Regions from separate parts of the Rattus norvegicus genome. Here region 2 is linked to region 1. The links are chromatin contacts, called in public Hi-C maps. All regions are on one chromosome and are shown on one strand. The core of a region is the stretch at or near the end of the contact, and the rest is flanking DNA. Distances in the headings are between cores, read along the strand shown. Region 1 holds the start of Selenof (selenoprotein F). Region 2 has its middle 49 kb from the start of Selenof.

The links. A called contact is a pair of places that touch in the nucleus more often than the background predicts.
Region 2: a contact with region 1 is called in a Hi-C map of Schwann cells, with 5 times the contacts expected there. The contact joins the enhancer-like site here to the promoter of Selenof in region 1. A contact is called at or near these places in 6 of 12 Hi-C or Micro-C datasets (the A7r5 cell line, Schwann cells, frontal cortex and 3 more) and 1 of 1 datasets of contacts at active chromatin or transcription factors (oligodendrocytes).

The regions. Positions count from the first base shown.
Region 1 is chr2:236,299,677-236,306,574 of GRCr8, reverse strand. Selenof (selenoprotein F) reads right to left here and starts at 4,136. Exons shown (of 5, transcript NM_133297.2): 1 at 3,786-4,136. The coding sequence starts at 3,860. It overlaps Hs2st1 (heparan sulfate 2-O-sulfotransferase 1), which reads left to right and starts at 4,442. Exons shown (of 7, transcript NM_001100518.1): 1 at 4,442-4,843. The coding sequence starts at 4,720. It overlaps LOC120100962 (a long non-coding RNA gene), which reads right to left and starts at 3,779. Exons shown (of 2, transcript XR_005501383.2): 1 at 2,485-3,779; 2 at 1-2,018.
Region 2 is chr2:236,347,652-236,354,424 of GRCr8, reverse strand. No RefSeq gene overlaps it. Among named protein-coding and RNA genes, the nearest start is that of Selenof, 49 kb to the right of the region's middle. Within about 2 kb of position 3,479, at least 14 of the 93 cell types and tissues checked have an H3K27ac peak or open chromatin away from gene starts, as enhancers often do. A contact at or near this core is called in the A7r5 cell line and Schwann cells, where this site is marked.

The DNA of each region.
Region 1 (6,898 bases), core at 2,887-5,386:
GGGGTGCTCACCAGTCAGGGGTGCTGTGGTTGTCCAGATTATACTATGCAGTCTCCACAACTGGGTACCAAAATGAGGTTCTTTAAAAATCATCCAGTCTCAGTCATTGTTAAATGAACAGCAAACAGGCTAACCTCTGACTTATCTTACTGTGTGGAATTCGGTGATGCATCATGGTTAGATCAGTAATAAGAAAAATACTAACAACCCTAATCGTGCCACCCACTGCTCACAGGATACTCGGAGAAGAGAGTCAAACTGTGGCCAGATGGGTGATGAGTGTCTCCGATTGAAGGGTGCACAGCTCACTCTATAGTTTCCAGGAAAGACTATAAACACGGAGATGCTCGAGCTGAACAAAGGACTGCATAACCAGGTCTGAGGAGCTTTGTTAAAGAGCTTTAGGTCCCACCACAATGTACTGTTGTAATCTTTACCCATGCTCAGGACGTAGTCCAGGTTGAAGCATTTGCTATTACTCCAGCTGTCATCTCACGGAAAGCTGTTAAGAGAGCACTGCCACTCACTTGAAATTAGAGTGCAGGTGCAGACACTAAATTCTCAACTGAAGCGTGAGCTAAGGCTCCACTTCAAGGCGTCATGAAGTAGTTTTTACTCCTTCCTGCGGTTCCAAAGCCACACTGTGTGACTTTCACCTGACAAGTGTCCAGTTTACTTGGTCTTTTCCCCAATTGCAAAATCCAAGAATTTGCCTAACTTTTTTTTTTTTTTTTTGTATTTCCAATAATTCTACACACCCCTATGCATCACCAGGAAGTTAAGACTTTGTAAGTTCTGCTTTTTGGTCCATCCTTTAAAACAGTCTTGTTATATCGCTTGGGCTGGATTGGAACTTGCTACATGTAGCCCAGGTTAGTCTCAAATGTCGGATCCTCCCATTTCAGCCCCCTGAATGCTGTGATTACAAGCAGCAGCTCAGATTACAAGAGGCACCAACACGCCTGGCTCTGACCTTAAGTCTGTGAAGTAGATGGAGTTAAGCATTATATTCTGAGTAATCACGGAGAAAAACAGAAAACTAAGAAGCAGAGTAAACCAGTGTGCTTAGATGACAGCTGTTAAAAGTTAAAATTTGAAAACACATCTAAAGTTCTTTTTAAATTTAAAACTAAACAGCGCAGTATCGAGAGAGAGAGAGAGAGAGAGAGAGAGAGAGAGAGAGAGAGAGAGAGAGAGAGATTGATTTTATATGGTCTTATTTGTATTTTATTTTTCTAATATACACTAATTTATAGTCCTCATTTACAAAGAACAGAATGAAGCTGACATCTGCCCTAAAAAGGTTTCAATCTAGTACTTAGTGATTACCAGGAGAGTTTTCCGAGTGGTCTGTACCGTCAATTGTCAATGACACTCCAGCTGGGACCACTTGTAACAGACCCAGAAGAAGTTAACTGGAATCGAGGGTCAACAATAACTTACAAGCAGGCTTCATCTGTCCAGGCAGTAAGACCTTTGCTTGTAGATCCCCTAGCTTACTCATGAAGCATCCTATTTAGATGTCAAGGTGCCCCTCCAAGTATGTCAGTACAGACAAAAAGTAATCAGGAACAGGCCCTTCTTTAAGGTGAGATCCAGTTAGCACACTGGGAGAATGACACTTCAAGAAACAATAGAAAATTAAAGGTAGCTGAGAGATCAGGTCCTGACCACCACTAATGCACTGAATGGCTTTAGCTGGGGGCAGAGAGATTGTTTTTCTGGAGGAGGTAATTTCTTAGAGCTGAAAACTGAAGGCTGAGGGGTGGCCAGATGGCTCAGTGGGTAAAGATGCATGCTGCCAAGCCTGAGGACCTGAGTTCAATCCTCAGGACCCACATGGTGGAAGGAGGTTCAGATAGTAGTCAGATGACAATCATTTTTATGGGTGTAAGGGAGACAGCTTCTGAGAGAGAACAAACTACATGAGATTTACCTGAGCAAGTACCCCAGCTCTTCCTCGCCTTTTGTTCTCCCAGCAGAACACGGAAGCACCAGGAAGTAAGCCTGGTGAAGAACTTGCAAAGGAACATGTAAAGACAAACTTCATCTTCAAGGCAAGTGGGAAGTTTTTTTTTTTAGAGCACAACAAGTTTAAATTTCAGAGATATTACTCTAGACAGGTAAGGGCAGAATGAGAAAGAAATTAGAAGTGGAAACCAGTTAATAAATCATAGGCAAGCCCATACACTGGACTGAATTGCAATTCAGAGAAAAACCAGTAGGCTGTTACTTTCAAGGAGAAAGGTCTCATAATATTGAACTAGTTTTCAGGTATATTGAGGGAGTAAGAATTAGTAAGGCTAGGTAACTGTGCAGTACATAAAGGAAGGAGTGTTTAAGTTTAAGTTACATTTGTGGACAGTCGCCGTGGCATACACAAAGCCATAAACTCTTCCTGCTCTGGTCCTCGTATGTACAGACATTTCTTTGCAATGCAATTCTGTCATTCTTCCCATATGGCTGTGGGGTCTCAATGTTTACCTGAGGCTTGGTCTGGGGACTTAATTTGACAAGTCTGATGTGATGGAGCTTGGATCTGTTCGCACAGTGGGAGGACCTGGCTTTCTATTTTTAGCCTCGGTCGCCCCAGAGAGGTGTGTGGTTTCCACGACGAGGTCTTAAGAGGCCTTTGCTCTTTTGGAGTATTGTCCTGAGATTGCTGAGAAAAATAAGTCAGTCTGGTCTGTTGGGAGATGAGAGGCTGGAAGCAGAACTAAGTGGTCTCAGTTAATGGCACGGATTAGGAATCACAGTAGCGTTGGGTTCTTAAATTAACCAACTAGCTCATACAGTGCATACATGAGAGAACTGCTTCCCCAACCTAAAGGACCGTTTTAAACTGTTTAAAACTTTGATGGGGGGTGGGGAGTTACAAAGCCACTCTCTTGAAATTTAGAAGGTAGAAGGTAGTTTGAGAACATCACTCCTTTGTAACATTTAGTAGTGGTAACAAATTCAAGTGACTACGATGGGAAGAGAAAGCAAACGACTCACTTATCTCTCCGGTATAGAAAGTTTAGGAAGAGAAACCAAACGACTCACGGTTCTCTCCAGTATGGAAAGTTTAAAGGGATGCCCCCTAAATGTTACCTAAAGGTACCAGATGTCTCAAAACGATATCGTATTACAACGTGAGACGCTAAGAATCCACCTTTCGGACAAAGTAATAAGAGCAGAGACAACATTTGCAAAGTACTGGATCTATGAAAAACAAAGTATTTAGAGAGCCACGGTATAATCGTAACTTTCCAAAATCTTGGGACAAACCACTTAAATACCCTTAGTACAAGACATGTAAAATATGGGAGAAAAACTTCCACAGAGGAGTTTACCAAAATACAGTCGTTTCATAAGTAGCTAAGTAAGTCAAAACTAGGTTTTCTCCTCTCAGAGATCCAGAACCTATGCATTCTGGCTAACGAGGAAAAGCGCTTGCCTGAACCAAAACCAAGATAATGTCCCTTTAAGGTTTCGGAGACTTGTAAGCAGTGGTAGTTCTCATTTACTTGTGTCTCATTAAAAGAAAAGCCCCTCTTCCTAAGCATTACTGACTTTATGTACCCACTGCGTTCTTACAAAAATCGATTTTAGCTGCCTGAAGTGAGGAGACCATCGCCTCTAGAGCTCCGGCTGGAAATCTGCCACGTTTCACTCCGGATGGAAGCGGCGATAAAGACAGCCCTGTTCCACCGGCGGTTCCCATGCGTGGCCGCGGGTTTGCCCTTCCACATCCTCGCCCTCCGACAGGCCTTGAGGCAGCCACAGAGGCGGTCCACACTCACCGCTTGAAACGCAGTCGCCAGCAGTAAGCGAAGCCCCAGCGCGGGCCGGAGCCACCCGCCCTGCCCTGCCGCCATCCTTGCGGTCTGCCGTCAATCTTTAGGAGTCTGAGGACCCTTGTGCCGGGGACGTCCACTGCACTGCCTGATGCGAAGCCCGCCGCAAAAGGCCACTGCTACAAGCCTATTACTCCACAAAGACGAGTGTTAGTTAGTCGACTACAGAAGCCTGAAAGTGATCGGCTATTAAACAGCCCTCAGGTTCTTTTAGGGATTCAAATCAGGCGCTTTCCTAGACTCCCTACACCGGGGCTTCTAATTCACGACATTACAGCGGCTATCCACGAAGTCCCAGCTCGTTCATTACTAGCCCCGCCTCCCCCGAATTTACCCAATCGAAAAACGCCTTGCTTGAGGCCTGTGGCAAGGAACCCAACCGTAAATCGAACCGAAAGGGCGATAAGCGGCCGTTCTTCGGACCAATGAACGCCACTGTACGGAAGGACGGGGGTGGAGCCTCTGGTTGCCGGGCAGCGTGCGTCAAGGCGTGCGCATGGTGGCCGAGGGGGAGGGGAGGGGGCGGGCCGAGGGCGGCGCAGCCGCAGCCGCAGCGCCGCTGGAGGAGCGCGCGGCCGCGAGCGACCGAGGGAGGGAAGGGAGGAAGAGAGGGAAGAGGGCGTGCGGCCGCGGGGTCCCGAAGCCAGGCGGCAGCGGCAGGAGGGCGCCAGGGCCGTCGAGTGGGCCGGGGAGAAGCGTGCACCGGGCGGCCGGCGCTGGCTCCCGCGGGCGGGAGACCGGAGAGGAGGAGGAGGGGGTCGCTGCGGCGCGGCAGCCCGCGCAGCTCCGGGGTCGGGGTCTCCTCCCGGCGCTTCCGTCGCCCTCGGGGCCCCCGCTCCCCGCCCCCCGCGGTATGTCTTGATCGCGAGCGGCGGGTTTCATGGGGCTCCTCAGGATTATGATGCCGCCCAAGTTGCAGCTGCTGGCGGTGGTGGCCTTCGCGGTGGCGATGCTCTTCTTGGAGAACCAGATCCAGAAGCTGGAGGAGTCCCGGGCGAAGCTAGGTGAGGCAGCCGAGCTGTGCGCCGGGGCCGGGCTGGCGGGTAGGCATTGCCGGGTATAGCCAAGTGGGCTTCCGCAGGGGGCATCGAAGAGTCCCGAGAGCTGGGACCCAGGCACGTCGAGCTCCCGCCACCGGGGAGGGATGCTGGGCCGGGGCGCTGGACGCCCGAGGTCCCTGGCCGGAGGGCTGCCCCGTTGGCCCTCCACGGAGAGAGGGGACCCGAGTCTGCATGGAGCTGGTGCAGCTTGAGGGCACGAACGCTCACTCTCTCATCTCTTCCGAATGGTTCTGGAAAGCCCCAGTCATGTGCGGCGATGGGGACTGGAATTTGAATTAGGGCCACCTGGGCACAGAATCCTTTGGGGATGGTGGTCGTGGGGAGATTCATCGAGGGGAGACAGGTAGAAATGGAAGAGTCCGGGAATGATGGGGAGTGAAAGCAGCTTACTGTAGTGAGTGGCAGGCATGCCTGAGCCTAGGGCGATAAGGGACCTTAGAACTGACAGCTTAGGTAGGCTGGCAGTGTGGCACAGCGGAGCAGATGAAAAGCTCTGATGGTACGGAACGTAACGTCTGGGGAACCGAAGTTCTCTATGAGTGGCGCTGAACTGGTTGATTTGGGCTTGAGAGTAGGGTCATAAGTGTAGGCTGATTGCGTGGACAAGAGAGGGACGTCGAGGGTTCGGAATTACAGGGTTTACTGTGTGAAAGGAAAAGAGTGGCAAGAGCGAGCCATGTGGGTTTCTTTCTGTGTTGGAATGGGAAAGGATTCCTGAAACACAAAATTACAGTGCGAGCTTGTGCAACAGCAGTCGAAAGCGCGGATAGTCGGTGCTTCCGGATAGTGGAGAACTTTGGTATTTGGAAGTGTTCTGGAGACAGAGAGACTTAATGATTGACGCGTTCTGATTTAAAAAAAAATGTACTCGGCACTTGTAAATCAGCTCAGAGGATGTAATTTGAATGTGGGAAGCAGCTGTTGAGTACACTTTGACCTAGCCTGTTTCTTAAACACGATTTAAATTTACCTTGAGGAACGGCTAGCTGCAGCTTGGGAGTGTGGATTAATTTTCAAGAAAAGAAGTACCAGAAAAGAATTTACATTTTATATATAGTAGATATTTCCAAGTTTTGATAGATTTTTACAGAACCCTTCAACACTGTTCTTAGTGTTATAAAAGAACGTATCATTTGATTGATTCCAGCTCAGTGTGGAAGAGAAGCCAAAGGTACCTCCAGCCTTCATTTCTAGAGTGAAATTATGAAGACCCATTGAACTTATGTACTGGATTTAAAAAGGTTTTGCATGCTAGAAATTATTCATTTTAAATACTGAAGGTTGTACAATATATACCTTTGCCTTCCGCGTGGCTCCTCTGTACAGTACTTACAGTCATAGTCTGGCCTCACTCATGATCCAGCTTTACAGGAAAAAAGTGACTCATCTTACAGTAAATTAAAAGTTGTTAAAACGAGCACTTGTATCTATTATCTCTTGAATTGGTTTTTGGAATTCTCTAGATGTATGGGCTAAACATGATTAAATTTGTTGCTTGTCCTCCTTGCCTAACTTTTTTTCTGCAGTGTTTGAAAGTTTATAGACACCACCTGAATAATTGTAAAAGTTAAGTTACCTGAGGATATAGAACACCACAGGTAGAGCCATGCGCATCCTCATGGTTTTCATTCAAGGGGAAAATAATTCTGCCAGGAGTAAGTGCATAAAAAGGATTAGCTATGAGGGAAACAGCTAATATGCAGCACAATAAATAATTCCGAGAAATCGAGGACTGACCATGTGGGTCAGGCCTGTAGTTCCAGTACTCTAAAAGCTGACACCAAAGGTTGGTGAGTTCAAGACCAGCATGTGCTGCTACATAGCACTATCCTGTCTTAAAGGAAATGGAGAACAAATAGCTCTCAAATGTAACCCAGAGACTCCGGGATGACAGAGATAATGCAGCTTTATGTCAGCTCATTAATCTGATTAGATTGTTTGCTAAATATTTTTATTTTTAAAAGACACAGGTGTCTATGTTGTGTTGCCCAGGATGGA
Region 2 (6,773 bases), core at 2,230-4,729, 49 kb before region 1:
AACCATCCATCCATCCATCCATCCATCCATCCATCCATCCATCCATCCATCCATTCTTTTTGGTTGTTGACACAAGGTCTTATTATAGAGCTAAGATCAGTTCTCAAATTCCTGATCTTTTTGCTGCAATCTTCCAAGCTCTGGAATTACAAGAGAGCACCACTGTAGTGGGCTTTTGGTGAAGAGGTTTTTGGTTTTTTTTTTTTTTTTTGTTCTCTTTTGTTTTTAAAAAGCTCGTAGTCAATTCTCCAGGCGGTGATGATGTTTCTCTTCTCTGGCGAGTACCCTGACAGTAAGATTTTAGAAGATCCATGGGTGCTTCTGATGTGACCCTGGATGAGAACAGGGGATAGTGGGCTCTGAATGCATAGAGAGTAGGGATAATGAACTCTGGCTTCACACAGAGGGTAGGGTGGTGGGCTCTGGCTGCACAGAGGGTGGGGTGGTGGGCTCTGGCTGCACAGAGGGGTCACGAGGGCTCCTTTGAATGGGCCATCTGACCACCTAAACTTGAATCTTAATCTTTGGTGGTGATATTTTCATTAAAATGGTTCTAGATTATTCCAAGGGGTTGGAAAGTCTGGCTGCAGATGGATGGATAAAACAGAGGAGGTCAGTTCACTGCCTTATCTAGGAGTCAGAAATAGCTCTTTTGAGATTTCACACCTCTTTCCCTACCCGGGTCTACAGGGATAACCCTGGCTGAAGCTGGAGGTCTGTGGTTAGGAAGGTTGGGCCCTGTAGCAATCACCCTGGGCCTCTTCGCAGGGTCTAGTGAGGAGCAGAGAGGCTTTGGCCACTTCTGCTTATGAAGTTTTGACCAGCCAGGTACCTGTACTCCAGTAGGCAGAACAAAAAGTGTCACCTTGACTCTTGCTTCCAACCACTGTGACCCTGTAGACATGAGGGAGGGGAAAGGCTGGGTTCTGTGCTTGAAGCCCTTTGTGCTGAGCAAAGGCTTTCATCCTGGCAGCTGCACTTCCGAGCAAGCGAGCGAGCGCTCTATCACTTCCTAATGGATGTGCTGAAAGGGTCCAGCTGTTCCTTCCCTCCCATCAGGCCCTGAAAAGCATGCCTTTCGAGCGAGGAAAGCACACATGCATTAGGACTTGATGTTAGGAGGAGGCTGGGGCGGGTAGACTAGGGTTGATGTTTGCTGCTGGCAATTGGGGCCAAATAATTATACCTATTAGAAAGAAAATGTTAGCACAGGAGTGATGAGGAGGGCCTGGAAGCAGGCTGCCAGATCCAGCACCAGTTCTTTCTCATCGTGAAGTCCTTCGTCTTCCTGCCTGTGTGACAGCCAGAGTCTGAGTGTTTGTTCCCCAGAGGCTGACACTGAAATCTCATCCACAGCATGGAGGCACCAAGAGGTGGGCCAGATGGCCCAGTGGTTAGGAGCTCTTTGCAGGGGACCCTGGTTTGGTTCTGCGTACCCCTGTGGTGGCTCACAACCACCTGTAACCCAGTTCCAGGGGATCCTATGCCCTTTTCTGGCTTCCAAGAGTTCCTGTAAGCATGTGGTATTAATGCATATACTCAGGCACACATACACATAAAATAATAAAAAAAAATAAAGATCTTTGCTCTCATGAAGTGAGTCAGTACCTTTATAAGGAAACTGGAAGGGCATGCTTGCCTGACCCTTCCGTTTTATGAAGAGACACCTAGAACGTGCGGTCTACAGAGCAGAGAACCAACATCAGACATAGAATCTGTTGGAGCACAGATCTTACTTTCCAGTCTCTAAATTATAAAATAAACAAACTCCCCAGCACACACACACAGCTATCAATGATAAATAAACGCTGGGCTGGGGCAATAGCTCATTGGTGAGGATTTCAGTTCAGCTCTGAGAACCTATGTAAGCCAGGCTCTGCATGCCTGCTGCTCTGGTTGGGAAGACAGGAAGTGCAACAGCCATCCCATTAGATCCTGGAGCTACAACCCACCATGAATGAGTAAGGGAGACATAGTCATGGCTTTCTCAAAGTGTATACTTCTGTGGAGAACACAGAATAATCTGTGACAATAGTGGTTAAGAATGAACATCTTTTTCTAGTCTCAAAATACAGTATTATTTTCCTTCTCTCCCTTTTACTCCCTCTCCTAACTTTCTGAAAACAGCATCAGGTGAGGCCAAGCAGAAGAGTCAGTGGTCCAGCAGGGCCATGAGCTATGGAAGACTAACATCCTAGTTAACTTTACCTGTCAGCTTTAACTAGTTGACTTGGACATACCCTAGAGCCAGCTGAGAAGGGACTCACACCTGAGACCCTGGAGAATCACTTGGATTGGACTGGCCCGTGGGCTTGTCTGTAGGGCACTATCTTAACTGTTAATTGATGTTGCAGAACCCACTGTTTGAGACATCATTCTCCTGGCAGGTACCGTATTATAAAAAGCAAGCTGATGGGGCCAGGAAATGGGTCAGTAGTCAGGAAGAACACTGGCTGTTCTTCCAGATGACCCAGGGTTCAATTCCCAGCACCCACATGGTGGCTCACAACCACCTGTAGTTCCAGTTCCAGGGGATTGACAACCTCTTCTGACCTCCTAGTATGCCAGGCAGACAAGTGTCATTCAAAGACATCCACACAGACGAGGATACTAAAAGTGACCCAAAGTCATACCATAGGAAACACAGTGTGGGTCCCCGGAGTCAGTGCTGTGAAATGACCCATGTCTGTTACATTTTTGCCAGTTATGCACACACTGGCTAGACAGCATCAGACAGACTCAGGCCGAAGGCATTCTATAACACTGGCTGGAACTGCTTACAATGCTAACATCTATCCTTAAGTGGAATAGAAGCAGAAGTCAGGAATGTTCCAAATGAGGAAGACATTGAGATGCATGAGAAGCAGGAAAATGTGTGACCCTGGTTTGGATCCTCTGATTACAAAAAGCTGCTGACTCCACTGGAAAATCTTCAGTGGGCTTGGCTGGAAGAAGAATGTAGGGGAATTCTTTGTGACTATTCTTATAACTTTTCCATAGGAAACTATTTGCGAAAAAGAAAATTAATTAGTACGATTGTTGTGGTGATACAGCTTATGGGAGCTGCTGGTGTGACCGAAAGAATGGCAGGGTGCTGGTGGATGAGAGATGGGTTGGGGATGAGAAGCAGGGGGCTCCGGGCAAGGAAGCGCGTTTGTCAGATGGGAGAAGGATTCATGGTTTGCATTTCCCTCATTTGGGCTGTGAGTCGATTCTTTCCAGCCACGTCTGTCTGAGAACCTTACCTTGAAATCTTCTGTTGGTCTGCCTGCTGGCACTGTCTACCAGAGGCCCAGGAAGGTGCCTGGAAGCTGGAAGGAGGCTCATTTGGGAGACATCACCGTGGTGACCGTCTTAACATCATACGGCCAGCAGATGGCAGCAGGCAATTCTGGGAAAGAAGGACCTACTGGAGCGGGGAGGGAGGTCTGGCGAGGCCAGAGCCTGGCTGGCTCCCACTGTTGGCTCTCTGTGAATTGCAGGCTCCTGCCAGGCAACAGAGCCTCCTGCAGCCCAACCTTGCTCTCTGGAAATAATGGGGAAAAGAGAAGGAGGGCTGAGAGAAAAGTCTTCATTGTGTTTTTGAAGAAAGCTGCTTTTATTTCTCCCAATAATGCAGGAGAGAAAAGGAGAGGCCATCACTTCGCAGAACTTGAATGAAATGCCTCAGAGTCCTGGAAGTTAATAGAAAGAGTTGGACTCACTGGCGAGAGGGTGGGACACATCCTCAGTACTTGTGACAAAGAAGAACACAGACTCGGTTCACGGTTCACTTGTAACGTGGAGGCAGGGGTTTGAGAATCAGACGAACCAACCTGTTCGTTTCAGGGTGTAGTTTAGTAGGCAATTGGACACTCACTAAGGGCCAGTGTCATTACACCTAGCACAAGCTGTGTTCTGCATGTTCTGTGCTGTGCAATCCCTTCCTGAGTTATGCACATGTATTTTACTATGTCACATTTAAAACGTCAGGCTTAGAAAAGTTGTCCTCAATACCAGTTTGTTAAGGTGTTTACTGTGTGCCAACTAGGGACACAGTGACCAGAGCAGGATTAAGGACAAATATGACCCCTCTCTTCCTGTAACTTACCATCTAGCTGTGACTCCTAGGGTTGAGAACAAATCCAGGACTTGATTCAGGTTGGTGGGATTCAAAGGACGTCTGCTGACATTAATAAGAACAATGACCACAATCAAGCCATACCGTTGCTTATGGTTTCATACCACGCTTCCTCAGAGCAGGCCTTTACCAAACCTCTCACTTGTCCTTACCGAATTTGTAAAGTAGAAGTTAAAAACGCCCAGTTCATAGTTGTCTGGAGAACAAACAAGACTGTATCTAATGAAGTGCTTACTGTAGTCTGCCATCAAAACTCATCAATAGCAGGTCATTGTCATTACTAGGACTGCCTTGGGGTCTGAGATCACACACACGAGTCTCATTAACCCACCCTGGGCACTGTCCAAGATTAGAATGCATCCAGCCTCGGGGTAGGGGAAGAGGTTTCATACTGGAGATAGTGGGTTTTGTTGGTGGTGGTGTTTTTGTTTTGTTTTGTTTTGCCTTTGGGAGGGACACTCCATCATTCTCTGTCCATTTGTCCTGGAAGTGGCTGGCCCTACCCCACCAGAGCTGGAAGGGTAACTCAGACCAAGCCACGTGCGGCAATTCTTCCTGTCGGTCATCAATTGAGGGATGAATACCTCATCCAAGTTGCCAGTTGAAAGCAACTTCAAGGGCTTTTCAAAGAGTTACCAGAAGAGAAATGATCTTTCAGCCGAGGCTTATTTGCAGGAAGGAATATCAGAACAGAAAGAAGCTGAGAGCAAGGTCATCCGGGAGAAAGACTGTAGTCAATGGATGGCTTGAGAATCCTGATGATGTCACCCAAGCCCTGGAGTCAGGGACTGGTAAGCTCTTACTGGAAAAGGCCAGATCATAAATAGATCAGATCATTCCTGCAAGGATCCAATGCATTATGGCTCGAGAGCCGCCCTAGACATTACATTATGTAAAAGAAGATATGTGGCTTTGTGCCACTAAAACTATTTACAGGAGCACGTGATGGGGCCCAGAGAGACGACTCAGGGCTGAAGTTCAGTTCCCAGAACCCACATCAGGAAGTTAATAGCCCCATGTCTAAGGGATATTGCACCCCCTTCTGGCCTCTGCGGGTACCTGCATACATGTGGGAGACAACACATATTCAAAAATAAAAATTAATCTTAAAAAGAATATCAGGCAATGGGCTAATGTTCTCTCTTTTCTGAGGCTGTATGTAAAGCCAGACAGCACTGGGCTCTTCCATTAGGGCTACCACTGACTTCCTGTCTGGATGAAGCCAGTTTGAGATTTGTATTATAACATTGGAAAGGGCTCTGATGCACGCTTCAATTTGATAAAATATGACCTTAATTCATCTGGCAGGTCACAGACTACCTAATGGTAAAGAAACTCATTTATTATTCCTCTCACCTAGTGGAAACTTCCAGGGCAGCCATTCTTGTTCTAAGTCCGTTCTGCAGTTGCTCTGGTTGGAGGCCACGGGCTGCTGCCAAGAAAGTTGAAATGTAACTGCCACTAAATCTCCCCAGAGGAGCGAGGTGGGGGTGGGGGTGCATCTGCAAAGTCTTGGGTTTTGAGCAGGCAGCCCAACAAGGGGCGACAGTAAATCACTGCACACAAAAAGGGTCCCAGAAGCATCACTGGAGAGGTTCTTCAGTGATCGGAAAAGGGAACTGGGGGGTGGAGGTGTTCTGACAGGGGAAGGATGGGATCTGTGGAAGAGACAGAGCCCCGATGTTCCCGTCAGTGGGATTTATCACCCTTCTTAAGAAATGACGTTGCTGTATGGAAGATTTCGTGTTCTTTGGATCAAGGCAGCGTGTTCTAGCTCTCTAATTTCCTGCAGCTACTCAGACTTTCCTGGAATTAAGCTGATTTATTTGAAAGCTGAACACCGCAGCCCTCATCTTCAGAGCTCAGTAGAGCTCTTGATGGCAAGTTGCAGATGTTAGATTTAAGTACCTGCTTCTAAGGAGTGAGCTCCATGTTTACAGAGCAAGCAGATGCCCTAGGAGGGGCAGAGGACAGCCACCAGCGTCGTTACCTGAAGACGGAAAGAACGCCAACAATGTGGGATGTAGCCGGGTGCTAAGTTACGAGTGCTGATGCGGGCGAGAGACATCAAGCAGGGCCCTGAAGGGGGCAGAGTAGGGAAACTTCAAGTGGGAAGGATCACTGGATCAATGATCCATCGGGTCCTGGGGATGAGCAGCTCACTGCGTTAGAAGTGTTTATAAAGCCCCTTTGTGCTAGACACCGTACTGAGCCCCAGACACACAGCAGGAGCGAGAACAGAGTTCAGCCCTTGACACCTGCGCTCTCACAGGCAGCACCAAATAAGGAGGAAGACTGCGTTGGCGTCCATTGAGAGAAGTTAGTTGGATGGAGGGGCTGGGGGTGAGCTGGAGGAAGATGGTGTAGCTTCCTATGGCACGACTTGATGTGGGATGCACAGCACACTCATTTGTGGTCCGTGGGATGGAAATGGAGGAGAAGTGGAGGCCGGAGAGCATGGCAGTGTGTCAGGAAAGGGTGAACACGGGCTTTGGTTTTCAGCCCTTTTGCTTCTGCTTGGTGCACTAACAACTTGTGACCTCACTTTTATTAAACCCAGGTCAGTGTCCCTGCTAAATGAGAATCAGTAGGTCTGGCTCTACATCACGTTTCATCTATTTATTTTAGGAGGTGGGGACTATAACTACCATGG